Linked DNA regions of Anas platyrhynchos: region 2 is linked to region 1. Evidence: chromatin contacts called from public Hi-C data. All regions are on one chromosome and are shown on one strand. The core of a region is the stretch at or near the end of the contact, and the rest is flanking DNA. Distances in the headings are between cores, read along the strand shown. Region 1 holds the start of C4H4orf33 (chromosome 4 C4orf33 homolog). Region 2 holds the start of JADE1 (jade family PHD finger 1).

Evidence for each region. A called contact is a pair of places that touch in the nucleus more often than the background predicts.
Region 2: a contact with region 1 is called in a Hi-C map of skeletal muscle, with 2.5 times the contacts expected there. The contact joins the promoter of JADE1 here to the promoter of C4H4orf33 in region 1. A contact is called at or near these places in 3 of 8 Hi-C or Micro-C datasets (liver, skeletal muscle and subcutaneous adipose tissue).

Annotation. Positions count from the first base shown.
Region 1 is chr4:43,953,418-43,961,342 of IASCAAS_PekinDuck_T2T, forward strand. It overlaps C4H4orf33 (chromosome 4 C4orf33 homolog), which reads right to left and starts at 3,969. Exons shown (of 6, transcript XM_038179077.2): 1 at 3,833-3,969; 2 at 1,478-1,667. The coding sequence starts at 1,658. It overlaps SCLT1 (sodium channel and clathrin linker 1), which reads left to right and starts at 3,951. Exons shown (of 23, transcript XM_072037438.1): 1 at 3,951-4,086; 2 at 6,477-6,544; 3 at 7,255-7,307. The coding sequence starts at 4,053.
Region 2 is chr4:44,103,401-44,111,325 of IASCAAS_PekinDuck_T2T, forward strand. It overlaps JADE1 (jade family PHD finger 1), which reads right to left and starts at 4,781. Exons shown (of 10, transcript XM_038179065.2): 1 at 4,560-4,781.

The DNA of each region.
Region 1 (7,925 bases), core at 2,719-5,218:
GCACTTAAGGGTCAGAATCTTGTATTTGCTGGTAGCCTGAGGATTCAGAGCACCATACACAGCAGAACACCGAAAAGAGGAACTCACAGCAAAGCACACACACCATAATTAAAAAGCCTGCTGAATTTCAGAAATATTAAGAAAGTAGTAGCTTTCAAAAACACTCTGACCAGTAAATAGCTGATCCTGTGGACAAGGAATTACCTGGTTTCAGATATACCTGAACACTAGGTGTGACTACTGAATCACTTTTTAGGACCATTAGTTAGAACTATAATGGTCTTTCTCACAGTAAAGATATGTTATCATAAAGCTTTAGTTAGAGTTAGAACTAGATATGATTTATTATGCTGTTTTACATAAGCCTACTTGGTATAATAGATATCGAAATGATGCTATTAATTTTCCAGTAGAGCTTAAATCAGAGTATTTCAATAATCCGAAAGCAGAGAACTGTTAGAAGCATTAAGTTGCTATATTATTCAAAGCAACAGGTGAAAATGAAAGTATTGACAGGAAAGAAGAGAGAAAACAGCATTCCTGTAGGAATATTTCCCATTCTATTTGGGTGCAATTTTCAATAACATTATGCGCTCTACTTTCTTTGCTTCATACCTTCCTGTTCCTGAAATTGACTTTGGAAAAGTAAGCAATTAATAGACGAATGTTTTACCTATTGTTCTCTACTACTTAAAGAGAAAGTAGAACCTATATTTAGCATTTCAATTCTATTTACATACTGCAAATGTATATTTATATATGTATATAATGTATTTGTATATTTATGTATACATAAGGTATATTTATATATACATCTCGTAAAATTATTTTAATACTAAAATATGTCAAGCCTTAATTGTCCCACAAGTTATATCAGTAACCCAAAAGCCAAGTTTGAACATCCATACTACTGACATCAGGAAAAGTCAACCTCACTATTCTTGATACCCATCCTATTTGCTGTAGTCCATTTCCTTTATGTCCACCAAGTGACATAAATGTAACGTTTTCTTCTTTTCCTAGTCATCTATATTGTTGCACTACTATAAAAACAACCTTACTGTCAACAGTGTTTGTCATGAAAATAATTCACCACCTAGATAGAGAGCATCCCTCTTAATACATTTGGGGGTAGTTTATGGCTAGATATAGCATGACATTTACAGTTACTTAAGGAACTTCCTTAAGGGAGGATGAAGGTTACAAGGAAGTTCTTCACCAGCATTCTTTCCCAGAGCCCTTAAGATAAAACAGGAAGGAATTTTTCTTTACATTTCCTATCTGGAACTTTAAAATCAGTTCAGTTTCTTTGATCACGGTACTGCATTAGTAGATGCCATACATTCAACACTTCAAATTAGATCAGTTTTTAAAAATAGCCATCAGAGAAGCTTAAACAACAACCAGGCATATTAAATACAGATGAACATCAGCATGTACACAAATCAGATAACTGCAGCAAAACCGTTACGCTTACCCTCATAGTCCCACAAGTTTCTAAAGGGCTTCCCTGGCTCTCCAAGTGGTGCTGGAGGATCATTAAAGAAGGGAGCGTTGACTACCATTAGCAGCCCTCCGTCATATGACTTCAGCCCAATTGTTACTGGCTTGTGGCTCACAGGTAAATCATCCCACGTGTGTTCAATTGTGAATTCCATTTTAATATTCTGCATAAGACAAATGAGAAAGGAAGTTTCCATTAAAGAGCCCAGATGCCATTTCAGCACCAACAGTACTGGCCCCTCGGCTAAAAAAAATAAAAATAAAAACTTGCAAGTTAAGCAGTTGAAAAATAACTTTGCGTGAAGCATAAATCTCCTAGACAGGACCAAGAGGAGAGAACTGATTGGTTTCCGTCCTATTTATGAATGAAGAAAGATGGTCACTTGAACAAGTCACTGTTTTAAAACTATTATTTTACTGAGTTCCTCTATAGAGCAAGTTATATATGACAAGTCAAAGTCTGTATAGTGTTAGCTAGATTCCTCAACCCAAACAACATTAGGGTAGCAAGACAAATCCATGCCTCCTCAAACGTCTCTGTTTGTCTCTTGTACTACAAAAGCAGCTTCCATATGTCAGCTCTGTAACCCAGATTCTCTACAGCTAGAGCTTTTGCCAGCAGCCCTATCATTACACAGATCAGCACAGATACAGACTGCTTAGAGAAACTCACCCCCATCCCAACGACTACGTGTACGCACACCCTCCTTAGGGCCACTCAGTTCTAGGACAAGCACGTGGCATCCCTGTGGAGGGCAGACTCCAAAACAGACTGGGGAGGAACTGCTCTTACACTCACCTATAGCCATACTTCTGCAATGCCAGATTATTCTGAAAGGGAGAACCATTTGTGCAGGCAGAAGTTAGAATATTCTGCATGAGCCCTTACCAACAAAAGAACAAGTTACAGGCAAAAAAATAATGAAGCTGTATCAGTCATTTTGTCAATAACAAGACAGCTGCATCTGTTACAATCCCCAAATCATGTTTCCAGACAACAGAAGAGCTGAAATAGTTTAGCTTTATAAAGCAGTAACATGAATGCTTTTCATAGGCTTTTATACTTCCATGGTTACAAATGACTTTTAGAAGTTTTGCCAAGCTTAAGACATTTCACTGCCTACCTAAACACCTTCCAAAACCATCAAATATTTATCTAGAGAACAGATAAACAAAGCAGGCATAACTACATGCTGTTAGATGATTTTGTAATATGAAAAAAAAACAGATTGACAAAAAAAATCTTCAGTGAATCTGAAATGCAAGACAAAAAATCTGCTACAGTTTTGCTTGGCGGTCATTGAAAACCAGCCAAAGCAAAGGATTTCAAGAAAAACTGCAAGCACATCTTAACAAACAAGATCTGCAGAGCAGCAGAGAACGCTACACTCCAACATTTCTTCCTTAGAAACAATTGCACGAGTCTTGAAAACAACCTTGATCTATATAACAAGCAAAAGAATAAATGGAGCACAGTTTCCAAAAAGTTTATGGCCCCTTATTCTTCTCCACAGTATCAAGAGCATCCTCACATTTCCACAAGAGTTCCACAACAGAAGCCGCTGAACTACTTTGAGCACTACTTTAATCATGGTGTCTGAAAGGAAAATTAGACACAACAGATGTAGCACCTTACTATTTGTACATGTAGGACAGACAGATGACTTTACTATAAAAAATAAAAATAACTCCTGCAGTGACAGTTTATTGGGTATAAACGTACAAGTTGTAAGAATGATCCACGTTACCATACACAGACTTAGTGAAGTTGGTTACTAGTATGCTTCTCAATTATAATAAAGAAAGCAATACAGCACAATGGTATGGAGTAATGGGGGTGTTTAAAGTAAAGAGGACCTTCAATCTACCTTTAATGCTATACACGCCCAGGAGGCTCAGCCAAACATCAGCACACCATACAGAAGTTCTTAGCCACCTGCAAGTGCTCCCACAGCACGCCCCCAAGCTGCATGCAGCTCGCTGCACCCAGTTCAGGCACTCGCACCTGAGCTCCCCCAGCATCGCACCTGCCCGCCCTGAGAACGCTGCTGCACCTGGGGCCCCCCCTCACGGCTCCTCAGGGAGCTCTGTGCCTTCCATCCCGACCCTTACCCACACGGGTAGCGGGACAGCACCAAGCAGCTGCGCTCCGGGTTCCCTAACTGCCCTGCCAGGCCAAGGAAGCTGCAAGCCGTGAAGCAGAGGGCAGCTTCCACCAGCCCGTAGCTGGGCACAAGCTTCCCGCAGGAGCCCACCGAGGGGCTGCCCCGCACCCTCAGGCACCTCCTGCGACCCTAACGGCCGAGGCTCCCCGGCCAACCGCCCTCACCTCACGCCAACCGCCGCCGCGCGCGCACCCAACGGCCGCCAACGGCCGCCCCTCAGCGCCTCGCCGGCGCGTGCGCAACCGTTAGCGCAGCGCCCCGCCCGCTGCAACCGCCGCTTCCTTCGCTACGGGCTCCGGCGGCCGGGGAAGCGGTGTCGGTGAGGGGCTCGGGGGCGGGGGCTCCGCCGTCTCCGAGGCTGCGGTGACGGCCCTGACCGCCGGCATGGCCGCGGAGCTCGGCGGCGGCGGGGAGCCAGGTGAGGCGGTCGGCCCCGAGGCTGCCCCCGGCTTATGGAAGGAGGCGGCCCCTAGGAGCCTGGGGCGGTTCTTGTATGGGGAGGGAAGGAGGGAAGCCTTCAGTCCGTGGGTGTAACAGCAGGGGGGTGTTTTCTGTGGTGTCTGCGGCGAGAAACAACAGTATGAAAACTTTTATGGCTAGCAGAGGACTAACCGTTAAAAGGGTGTAAATGAGGGTAATAGCCAGGCACGGGAATTTTTAGGATCGTGCCTCTTTATGTACGAAAATGTTACTCTGCTTAACCGACACCTGGAAGGCAAAAAAGCTGCCTTCTGATGAAATGTGTGTTACAGACTGAAAGCTATACCTGTAAGTATGTGTTCTGTATGGTTTGGGTAATTTTAATGTGAGTGTAAAACGAGTGGATCAGAGTGTACTTAGACTGCTGAACGCCAAAATACTGACTGGCAAAAGATGCTTCTGCAGAGTTTATATTTCTAAAAATAGGGAGTTGATGTGTTGTCCCAAGAATGTTGCTCACCCCGCCATTGTAGTCTGTGTGGTGGGGAAATGGGGTAACGTGAATGGACAGGATCACAGTGCAAGAAGTGCTGTGACCGTGCAGCACGCAGCTCAAGTTTTCAGCGGATACTGAGCTTGTTAGGACAGTTTTGGATGGACAGAGGTGGAGGGACAACTCGTGATTCAAAGGACCTCAACAGCAGAAAAGCTTCTGTCTGTACCACCAGTAACCTTGCCTCAGAAACCTCTATATCTCTTGAGTTTTGCTCAAATATTTGTTATACTGTGACGTGAACAAATGGTTTAGGTTCAAAAGTCGTGAATTTCCTTTTTTATGTATTTGATGTGTTTGGGTCTAGTTTCTTATTTTATAATTGCGTGACTCCAAATGGAGCTTAGACAATATACACCATGAAGCGACGAGTTGCCTTTTCTCTCAAGGATACCTCTCAGAAAAAATGCATCCTGCAAAGATGCTGAACAAATTTTAAGTTAGTTTGCATAGCAGTTGAGACACAAGCTATTTGAGGCTTGTTCTAAGTCTGTTGTATTTATCGATGTTCTACTTTTTTCATAGATGATGTCCAACTTCTAAAGTGTTGAATGTGTGTAATACATGGGGATTCTATAAGCACTATTAAATTCAGCTTTATAGCATAAATACTTGTTGCGTTATAGCTGTAACGGAAGTTCTCATAATGAAATGCTGTTCCCTGACACTGATCAGTTATAAATTCAGTTTTGGTTGAATTCATTTTGAAGTATCAGCAGCCGATCTTACAAGTGATAGTTATCCATTCCATTCCATTACATATTTTTGTGATAAGCTACTAAGTACATCTTTTATCTGAATGAACTTTATGATTACTATTGAAGGTGAATACTTCTGCAATTGGTGTCTAAGGTCTATCCTCCTTTTGCACCTATGTTCATGTTCTGAGATTGCTTTGGCTGGTGGGGCCAGCTATTCTTCCAGATCCTGTTTGTTGACATCCCCTTTATATTCTGTTCCCTTTTTTTTTCCTGTAGATTCCTGTAGCATATTAGAACCACAAAAAGAACCATTGCAATGCATATCAAGAATAACAGGCAAGAAATTTTAAGTCAAAACAGTTGTATTGTCTTCCTGACACCCTTTTTTTTTTTTCCCTCTATCCATTTCAGTTACAAAGGTTTAAATCAGATTCTCATGGTTTGGCCAGATGGAAGAGCGCTATAAATGAATGGGAAGAGCTGCTGTTTTCCCTTTCCAACCTTTTGCTGATTCTTCCATTTGCAGCATAAGTAGTCTCTGAAATCCCAGTAGTCAAAGTTAGATTAGTAGAGAAGAGCAATGCCTTAGTTGATGTTTATTTCTAAAAATGCAGATGCTTGAAGTCTGCATGTCTTTCTTGCTTGGCTTTCTTTTGGATATATGTGAGTGCTCAGATTCATGTATCAATGAAGTTCTTGTGACCTAAATTTGTTGAATATTTTTATGTCTGTCATTTATGTGAATGCTTGTTTGAACATTTATGGGTCCAGTTCCCAGCAACAGGTTAATTTTATATCATCCAGCTAACTGAATTGGCTCTGGTGTGATTCGTTGTATTTAGTCCTCATGAATCGTTAAGATGTTGTGTATGTTTATGACTTTTCTAGGCAAAAAAAATAAAATAATTTCTAGGAGGTAATGATATGGAAGACGTCAAATTAATTATTTCTTCTTAGTCTTTGTATTTTTTTGAACTCCTACTTTCCTGAAAATAATTGCACTAAGTAGAATTTTACAAAGCATATTGTGTGCCTTCAAAGCACTACACTATAAAACATTTCTGACTACCAGTCAGGTTTATCTAGATAAACGTTCATGTTGTATGATCTTCTAACTTCTATTGTATTTTTCAGATCAGAGGCTAAATGTGGCATTTGAACAGTATGAAACGGATGAAATTTTGAGCAGCAATGCTGAGCAGGTATGTGAACTGAGGTATTGTGGGGTGGTTTTACCACAGGTATAGAAGTAGTTTTAAAAAAAAAAAAAATCTCAGTTTTAAGACATACATCTTTGCATACCTAGAACATAGTCCACTTCAGTGTCACTTTGCCTTGAGCCCATTGCACATCTGCAGAGTTGCTTCTAGTTTTCAAAGCAGCAGCAGAATAAAACTGTCATAACAGCTATGAATTCTGCTATTTTTAGTGCATTTTAAAGTTTATCATATGCAGGAGAACACATCCCTGCAAAGACACTTGATTTCTGCAGAGTAGACTTTTTCACTTCTATAGGCTTTTTTGTCTCATGTGAAGATAGCATTTTGTGGTGAGTACCATAAGCCTGTCTGAAAATTTGTGCAGAACTTAGGGCATCAGCACTTTTCTGATGCTGGGATGCATGGAAATGAACTTGGCACTTGCACAGACTTGTATGGGTTCTTTTAAGAAAGAGCTGATTCCCCATCAGATGTTGTTACACTTTACATCAGAGCATCTCCAGGAAAAAAAAATCAATTGTATTTTTTTCAAATTGGGCCAGAGTTCAAGGATTTTTTAATGTAAACCTAAAAGCGATTGTATGCTTTCAGTACAGACAGAATAAACAGCTTTTTGTTGCATATTAAAAAATAAATAAATAATAGCTACATGAAGTCATGTACAAGTACTAACATAAGATATTCAATTACAGAAAAATGTCTTTGGAGGTGATGGTATATCCGGATCCAGGATAAAGGACCAAAGGTAACTGATTCCAAACAAGAGAGAATACTACTTCAAAAAAAGAAAAAAAACACATTTGCTTTTAAAAGCGTTAATATCCAGTTGGGCCTAGTTTTATGTACACTTACTTGCTCACAGCTCTGAGGACTTGTAAGGGGAAGTCTGCGAAAGTGTTCCTATAACAGTTGTGTTTAAATAAATCTTCTGTTAATTCAGGGATTTAAATATGACTTTTCTTGCACAGTTTATAAAATAAAGAACAGGAGGTGAGGAATAATCTAATGTAAATTTTAAGACAATAAAGTGCAGGTGAGGTTGCATGAAGTTAGGTAACAGGTGTCTGTTAAACAAGTCAGGTGGGTATTTTTTAAAATATTTGCTTGAGAAGTTGACTAACAGTGCACAAATAAGCTTTTCTATAGGGGCACTGGTAAATTGTTTAATGGTCATTATGCTCTTCATGCTGTTACAAACTACCCTTTATGGTTGGGTTTTAAGGCTTTATCACTAATAAAGTTTTTTCAGAGAATTACTGTAGTCGACAAAAAATACTGGGAAGGAAGGAAGTATGCAAGTAAAACTGCATTTTTTTACATTATCTTATACGTCCTTTACTGCTGTATGTGAAAGCGGTAAGAA
Region 2 (7,925 bases), core at 3,531-6,030, 150 kb after region 1:
AAGGCTGCTTGAGAAATCTGACATTTATTAAATTCCTGGTGCAGATTCCAATTAGTTTATTTCACTTTCTTAACTGACAGCACCTGGCCTTCTGGTGAACCTTTTCAGAAGGTTAGGTAAGCTTCACCTAGCCCTTTCCTGAAGAAACTACTTCATGCCTTTGCTGTGAAAGGAAGCTTCAGCAGTCAAGGATTCAAATTTTGTCCCATTACCAATTGTACTGTAGTCATTTATCAGTGATACATCTAATGAGGTCAGTGTAACTCAGCATAATGTACTCCTAAATATATTTAATATTGATTTCCTCCACTTCACTGGCAGACTAATGCTGGAGAGACCTCCAAAACACTAATTCATTTTCCAGGTACTTTCCTCTTCCTGAGGTTGATTCCAACAGAAAGACTAAGAAAATTTAATCTATCATCTCAAAAATGTATTCTGTATCCAGATGCTCTACTGTTTGCCTCTTGGTATCCTCTGTCACTTTCTTCACACTATAAAACCTGGCTCCAGGCTCCTTACAGCTATTTGCTTTGACATTAAGCTCTCTGTTCAGCACTTGCCTCGCCTTTCAGGTGTTTCCAGTGAAGAGTCTACTTTTCCTCAGTGGCAGGCCAAATCTGTCCTCATCCAGTTGACTGTGAGGACACTTAAAGCTCAGAACTGCTTTCCTCAAATACTCACAGAAGTGTTTTTCCCAGGAAACCTTATCATTAATTCCATAGTTTCTGGCTAAAACATGTCAGCTAGCATCTGTTCACAAGCCTGCACAAAACACACTCCCTATTTTTTACAGATGGTATTTTGTTCCTTTTATCAGCCTTTGTATGAGATTACACATTTTCATCAAGTTTCAACAAAATGTTCAAGTAGGCTGAAATACATTGGTCAGTTTTTCTCAGACACAATAGCAACATAACTGGGAAGAATCTTTCCTACAAAACATCCCGATCCCTATGTATATTACAACCCAATTTAAGGTTTGGTTTCCTATAAGGCTATTAAATGGTACACACACACAAACACAAAAAAAAAAAATCACTTGCACATATTATTTTTTTCATCCCAGAAAGGAACTCCAGAATAGAAAGGGATCATTCAGAAACAGCAATACTAGCCCGCAGTTTTCTCTAAGTATAGTGATAAGCATGACTTAATTTTGAGTACCGAAGATAAAATTTCCAGTCAGGAAACACAGACAACCAAATCAACAGTAATGCCAATTTTGATGTTCTTTATGCATGTTATATTTTCTGTATCATTTGATGTGTTAAGATAAAATATGAATTAGAAATACAGAGTCAGTGCAACCAAAGCAGCTTTCTGAACCCTTCCTCTTCTACTTTTTCAAGCGTACATCACTAACTACATGTTAAATTATGTATCTTTAATATAAACTAGGAGTTTTCTCTCCTTGTCTACTAATTCCAGTGTATTTAATTAGTCACATTGATAGAGGCTTGGCTGCACAGGAAATGTGGATTGGTCTTAATGAGAAAGCAATAAGCTTCCAAAGCTCTCTAATAAATTGTTCTGAAAGCACGCTCTGCTTTTCCCCAAATGTCTATCCTTAAACCTCTTCCCAGCCTCTTTTAGCTGCACTCTCCTTCCATCTTATAGCTTACTCTTAAATATTTCCAAAATGATCTCCTAGTAAAAAAGCACAGTCTAATATTTCACAGGTGCACTCATGCTCTCTAGGGTAAATGTATCACCCTGTCATCACCATGGTCAACACATTCCTCACAATCACATTATCAGCTGCTTGTGTTGTTTCTGTCCTTATGGGGTGGTTGGGAACGCACTGAACTGCCGTGTGAAAGATTTCCAGGTGCAAGGTTATAGCTTTGCATCTGTTTTTCTTCTCGTGAGAGTTTTTTCTCCAATCTTTATAGGATTTCCATGTGCCCTTATTATGTTATCACTAGCATATGAAATATACACAGCCTTTTTAAAATGGACTTAATACTGTACAGAATGAAAGCAACATTGGATTACAAGATTAAGGTGATTTTACCAGGATTTCATTAATACAAACAGTATAAATAAATTAGTCCAGTCCTATATGTCACTATGATTATGCTACCCACCATTCTCACCTATCCTTCACTGCCTTTTAACTTGCAGTTACTTATCTCCAAAACATCCTTTACTTAAAAGCTGAGAGCTATCTTTATTTTAAATAGGTGTAAAACATAATCATCACTTAGACAAGTCTGTACAGAAATTGCCAAATGACTTCTAACAACAACAGCAGTTCTAAGTTTCATTAAAAAAAAAAAAAAATAGGGAGAGAGAAAAGAAGAACTCCAGAACTTTCGTGGCAGTTGGGTCCACATATGGACCTTTCAAGACAGGAAACAAAAGATCTATTCATAATTGAATTTTAGGGAAGACGCATCTGCACTCAGATGTGCATTGCCTCACACATGTCAGACTATTTTAACTCTGGAAAACTCAAAGCACACTGGAAATCCTGTAATGCTCTCATGGAAAATATGACTTCATAAGCAGTGATTCGTATTTTCCATAGCTACATACCTGGGTACATTAGGGTTTTTGCTTTGGCTACCAAACTCATAAGGATTTGCACATCAATTTTGCTGATTATATATTAACTTTATCGTCTCAAGAGACATCATGGCCAAAAGACTTCCTCTGGTCCACCCACCAGGAATACCTGTGTATGCAGATGTACAGCTCTTCTGTATCTGACTCCAAGACTGCATGTTCCCTGCTAGTCCAGGAGAGTTTAACCTATCCCAAAGCACAATCCCAGCAGTAGACTAATACTTTTCTAGATTACAATGAATGAGGGAGTATGACACTGCAAGTACAGGTGCAGAACTAGGCTATTAAGTCTCATTACACAGTAGGGACAGTCATCACAGAAGATTAAGACTGAAAACTTGAAGCGTAGTAAAAGAGAAAAAATGATAATAAACTAACAGCAATATATTCACATACCTTTTACTTCCAAACCCTATGCATTTCACCTGATGTAAAGCAAAGGGACTTTTATTCCACCTGAATCTACTTTTAAAGGGTTCCTTCCTATCCATTTCAGCACTAACTGCAAATTTCCATAATTAAATAGATAAATGGATCTTCAATGACATATAATTAGGCTTTGTCACTGATTTTTGTATTTATTTTTTTTAACCAGCACATCACAGTCTGTCCATTTACTTCTCCTACCTGTAACACATAGTTTGTTTAATGATATTCTTTCTTCATTGCATAAGTAGGCGAGTATAAAGCATTGGCCTTCTCTAATATCTCCAAGGACTTTCATTTTACAGAGTTGATTCACATACTTAAGCTTAAAGGTGAAAATTCTGAAATTATCTTGTAAGCAGCCCAGATTTTGAGGGGCTGAACAACCAATCAAATTCTTTTGAAAAGTCAATGCATACTTTAAACTCACTCCAGTGAATATAGGAGACATGCTTATGATTTATTTGTAGGTAGCAATCCTTGCATCTCTTGTCACTCAGCTAAACAGCACAAGCATTTTTAGTAGCTGTTACATTACAAAACAAGACTCAATTAGAATTAGATCATGCCAAAACTGGAGTCCAGAAGATTTACACTCTGCCAGATTGCATATGATACTCCTGTTACAGCTAACACACAAGCCAAGTTCCAAAGAATACAATCATAGAAAATGTTCTGAAATCCTATAATATTAACCCGGATCTGGATTTCAGACTGTGCTATTGCTCCCTGACAAACAGCTTACTGTTACAATACCAATTGTGCAGCTTTTAAATTAGACTAAATGATCATATTTTTACTACAGTTTAGGGAAAACCTCCTAGGAAGCCTTAGCCACTGAAAAGGAGAGAAAGGCTTTATCCACAGAGATTTATTTTCTCCCAGGACAGGTACAGCTTGATCAGTACTCAGTATCACTGAAAAAGACACTTAACTTATGAAAAATAGATACAATAGCCAAAAAATAAATAAAGATTATTTAAGTGCAATTATGAATTTTAACTACAAAAGCATTTTGGAGACTCCTCAATATTACAATAATTTGAAACAAAAAAGTAAAAAGGACTACGTTCTGAATGGAAATGCTTCTAATAACAAAATCAAACTTGAACAAATGTATTAATTTAGTTACAAATTAAGAAAAAATCTAAAATGAAAGTACTATAAACTTAAGAAGAATACACTATGTATATAGGAATATTACAATAAAGCAGTTAAATGTTTACATGGAATTAATATTAACTTCAACAACGGGCTTTGGAATAGCTTTCCAAAGGACACATAAGTAATATTAAAACCCACTTTCTGTTTTTTTGTGGCTACAATCCGTTACAGAATATTTTCTAGCAATATAATCACAAACAAAACCTCTTAGAGAACAATTTTGTTCATTTTGCCCTTGTTTCCTCATCAGAACAAGGACGCTGAGCTCTGACAGTGAGAAGCACAGTAACAGGCAAGTGATATTTAGTTCTCCTCAACTGACCAGTGAGTATCTTCACCATGTACCACATTGCATTCTTAACAAGCACAACTTCACTCTCACACACAAAATAACTTACCACGTTCTGAAGAAAAAAAAACGAGACCTCACATTACACTGTTTTGTATGAAACTAAGCTACGTTGATTTTGAGCTGTTCAGGAGAGGCTCTTGTTTCTGTTATCCATTTGCTTGAAACTCTGCTGAGTAGATCAGCAATCCCAAGAAAATAACCAAAAGACCAAGCCTATCCTCTCAAAAATACTAAATAAAGCTAGGTAATATACTAACTATGTAGAAAGAAAGGGCAGTGCAGGTAAGCAAGTAGTCTCTGAAGCCAGTCAGTAATACAAGGACACAGCAGAAGTTGGGTCATTAAGGTTTCAGATGTGTCTCACCTGTGTTGAGCTGGGAGCTGTCTCTGGGAAAGGCTGTAGGTTTACCAGCAAGCTCCTAAGGGAAAAGTCTGGGACAAGCTAGAGGTAGCTTCTAGATAAGGTATCGCAAAATGAGGTTGTTATATTTGTCTGAGCCAGTTTTTGTTTAGTGAACAAGCTCCTTGGACGAATTTGATTTGGAAGGGGCCAAGTTAGTTCTCTGAGATATGGGACAGGGCCTGAATGGGTGGATATGCTGGGTTCAAGCTGGGTTACAAGCCAGCTCTAGGAACGTACACTTTAGGGAACCTGCTCTCTGTGGGCCTAAGGCTCAGTGGGAGTTTTGCTGGGTTATAGGAAAGCACGTGGTAAGGGGAGTTTCAAAGTGACACAGAACTGCTGTATAGGATCTGGAGGTCTGTTGTGCTGGAGTTAGAAGCAATGAGTAGGAAGATCTTTCAGCTAGGGAGCAGAGAATGCTTGTGGTAGGTTGCAGAGAGTACCTTGGAGGGAAAGCACTAGGTGTCTGGGGAGGTATTACTTAAGACAAAGAAAAACATCCTTTGTAAACTGCTCCAGTCCTCAAGGGGGGCATAGTCTGGAGGCACTTGAGCTCATTCCAAACTGAAATTCAGGGGTTTGGGAATACAACTTGATTCTGTGTTTCTGCACCTGTCCTTGCACTACTATTATCTTTTTTTTTTTTTTTTTTTTTTTTTTTTATGGAAGCTCTTCTGTTACTTGCATCTCTTAGCTCTCTGTTGTCCCAGATAACAGAAAACAGGTGATATTCTTGATAATTAATAGCTGTGTACCAAAAATACAGTCCCCAGTCACAGTGAAACTGACTATTCTGTATTACACGGGGAATTACATTCTTGAGTTAGATACTTCAAGTTAGGTGGTAAAAACACCTTTGTTTTTGAAGCTCCTTTTCCCTTTACTTCCCTGCTCCAGCTACTGTTTCCTGTATAGCAGCACCATGAAACAACCATCAGGAAGCTTTCCACTGCTGCAGATATGTTTCTGTAAAAATCCGTAAGGCTGTAATAGTGTGTTATTGCCAGCATATCATCAGCAGTTATATATATGTTTGTAGTTCAATTTATGAAAAATGTTTGTTTCATAAACTATTGCTATAAAATCATCTCAAGGTATTACTGTTATTGCTTTCATTTCTGAGAAATACTTTGCTGTGCAGACAAACCAGCAATAGAAACCAAAGGCAGTAAGTTCAACATGAAGTTGAAACAGAATAATACGTGTTTACTAATATGCCAATTTAATTCTGGGTGGGCTTGCAGCTCACTTTTGTCAGTAAGTTTGAAAAAAAAAAAAAAAAACAACTTGGATTTAGAGATTAATTCAGAAAAAGGAATATTTAATTATATTTCAATATAGTTTGACTTTTTTTTTTTTTTTAAAGATTGATAACTATAAAGCTTAACTGCTACAGATGAAGCTAACTATTTGATGTGCTCTACACATTAAACTTTCTTTGCAACAGACAGCACTATATCCATTTGCCAGGACAAATCATACACATCATGTACTCCAGGGTCAGAAGTGGCTTAGATACTAAAACATTCTCAAATCAGTAGAAGTGGTCATTCTGGCTCGCTAGGGAGGTACTTCAGTAGAAAACAGGCACACTTGCTGATGATAACATGGTAACTACACTGTGACTAAAAAATAAGTAATCTTCAGGATTGTCAGTTTGTCAGCCATGAGCATTTTTTTTTTCAAGGAAGTTCTTATAATTATGTCAGGAAAAAAAAGTCATTTCTATGGATCAGGTCACATATGACTTTTGCTAAGGTTCTTACCTATGAAGTGAGAATCAGAAAACGTTTGTAACTCTCCAAATAGCCATGTATGTTAATATAATTCTTTTATATTATGTTTTTCATTGTCTGTAAATACTATTTTTATCAATAACTTAAATTCATCCAAAATTGGCATAAATTTATAATCTCATGGGCATGTAGGCCCTTGCAGTAAACTTCTGTGGATAACAGATAATTTATGTATGCTTCTAAATCTACAGAATTTTAGTCTAGGTAGAAAAGCTGCCTAAATCGTACCAGGATTTCTCTGAGAATGAAAAAGCAAAGATACACTTGTAAAGTACACTTGTCCACATTTCACTGAAGAGGTTGAGGGGAACTATAGAGGAGAAAAAAACAGCAACACTTCAGACTTCTGAGAATACAACATCCCCTGTAATGCACACAATAGCAACAAACAATCTCTGAAGCTATGACCTCAAAAAAATTACAGAGCTTCTTCATGACACAGTGCAAAGGGCAAAATAACTGTATTTTCTGGCTATTTTTTTCAGTAAAAAGGGAAGTGTTTCAATGCTTTAATGAAAATTAAAAAGAAAAATATTTCCTGGGGAAATAAACACTCCTCTTTCATTCTTTTAACTACATTTTATGGTTGTAAAAACCTAAAATCTTAGTCCTGTAAGAGTTTATCTCATCTTGATTTCTGTTAAAAATTGAATTATAGCAATATATTTGCATTTCTAAACTAATTTCCATTACATTGTGTGTGATATTCATAAATAACGTTTCACACGGTTTTATCTAGGAAATTCATATACTCATATAGTGCACGTACTGCTTGGCAGACTGAGGATTGTTTACTATTGGGTGTTTGTATGACAATCTCAAGTGATGAACAACAATGAAAAACTGTGAAAGCTTAGATTTTACTAGCAGTCCAAGGAAAACTCAAGTAAAAATTTGATACATGAACAATGGTGACAGGATGGATGGATGGATGATGGACAGAAAGATATTTGATGCTAGTCAGGAAATAATATTTTGGTTTTCTGTTGAGGACTGGCAGTGGTTCAGGACTGTACCAAACAAAAAGAATAGAAAAAATGGTCTGGGTTCTAAGATGGTTTGGGGATTTATTCTAAGTATGCAACAGAGTACTAGCTATGATAAGCTTGGAAGAAACTAAGAGTTGCAAGGCACGATTTGAATTAGAATAGACTACTAATTGGTTTATAAAAGGTGAGAGACCGTCACAAATAGGATACAGCTGGCCTTTAAT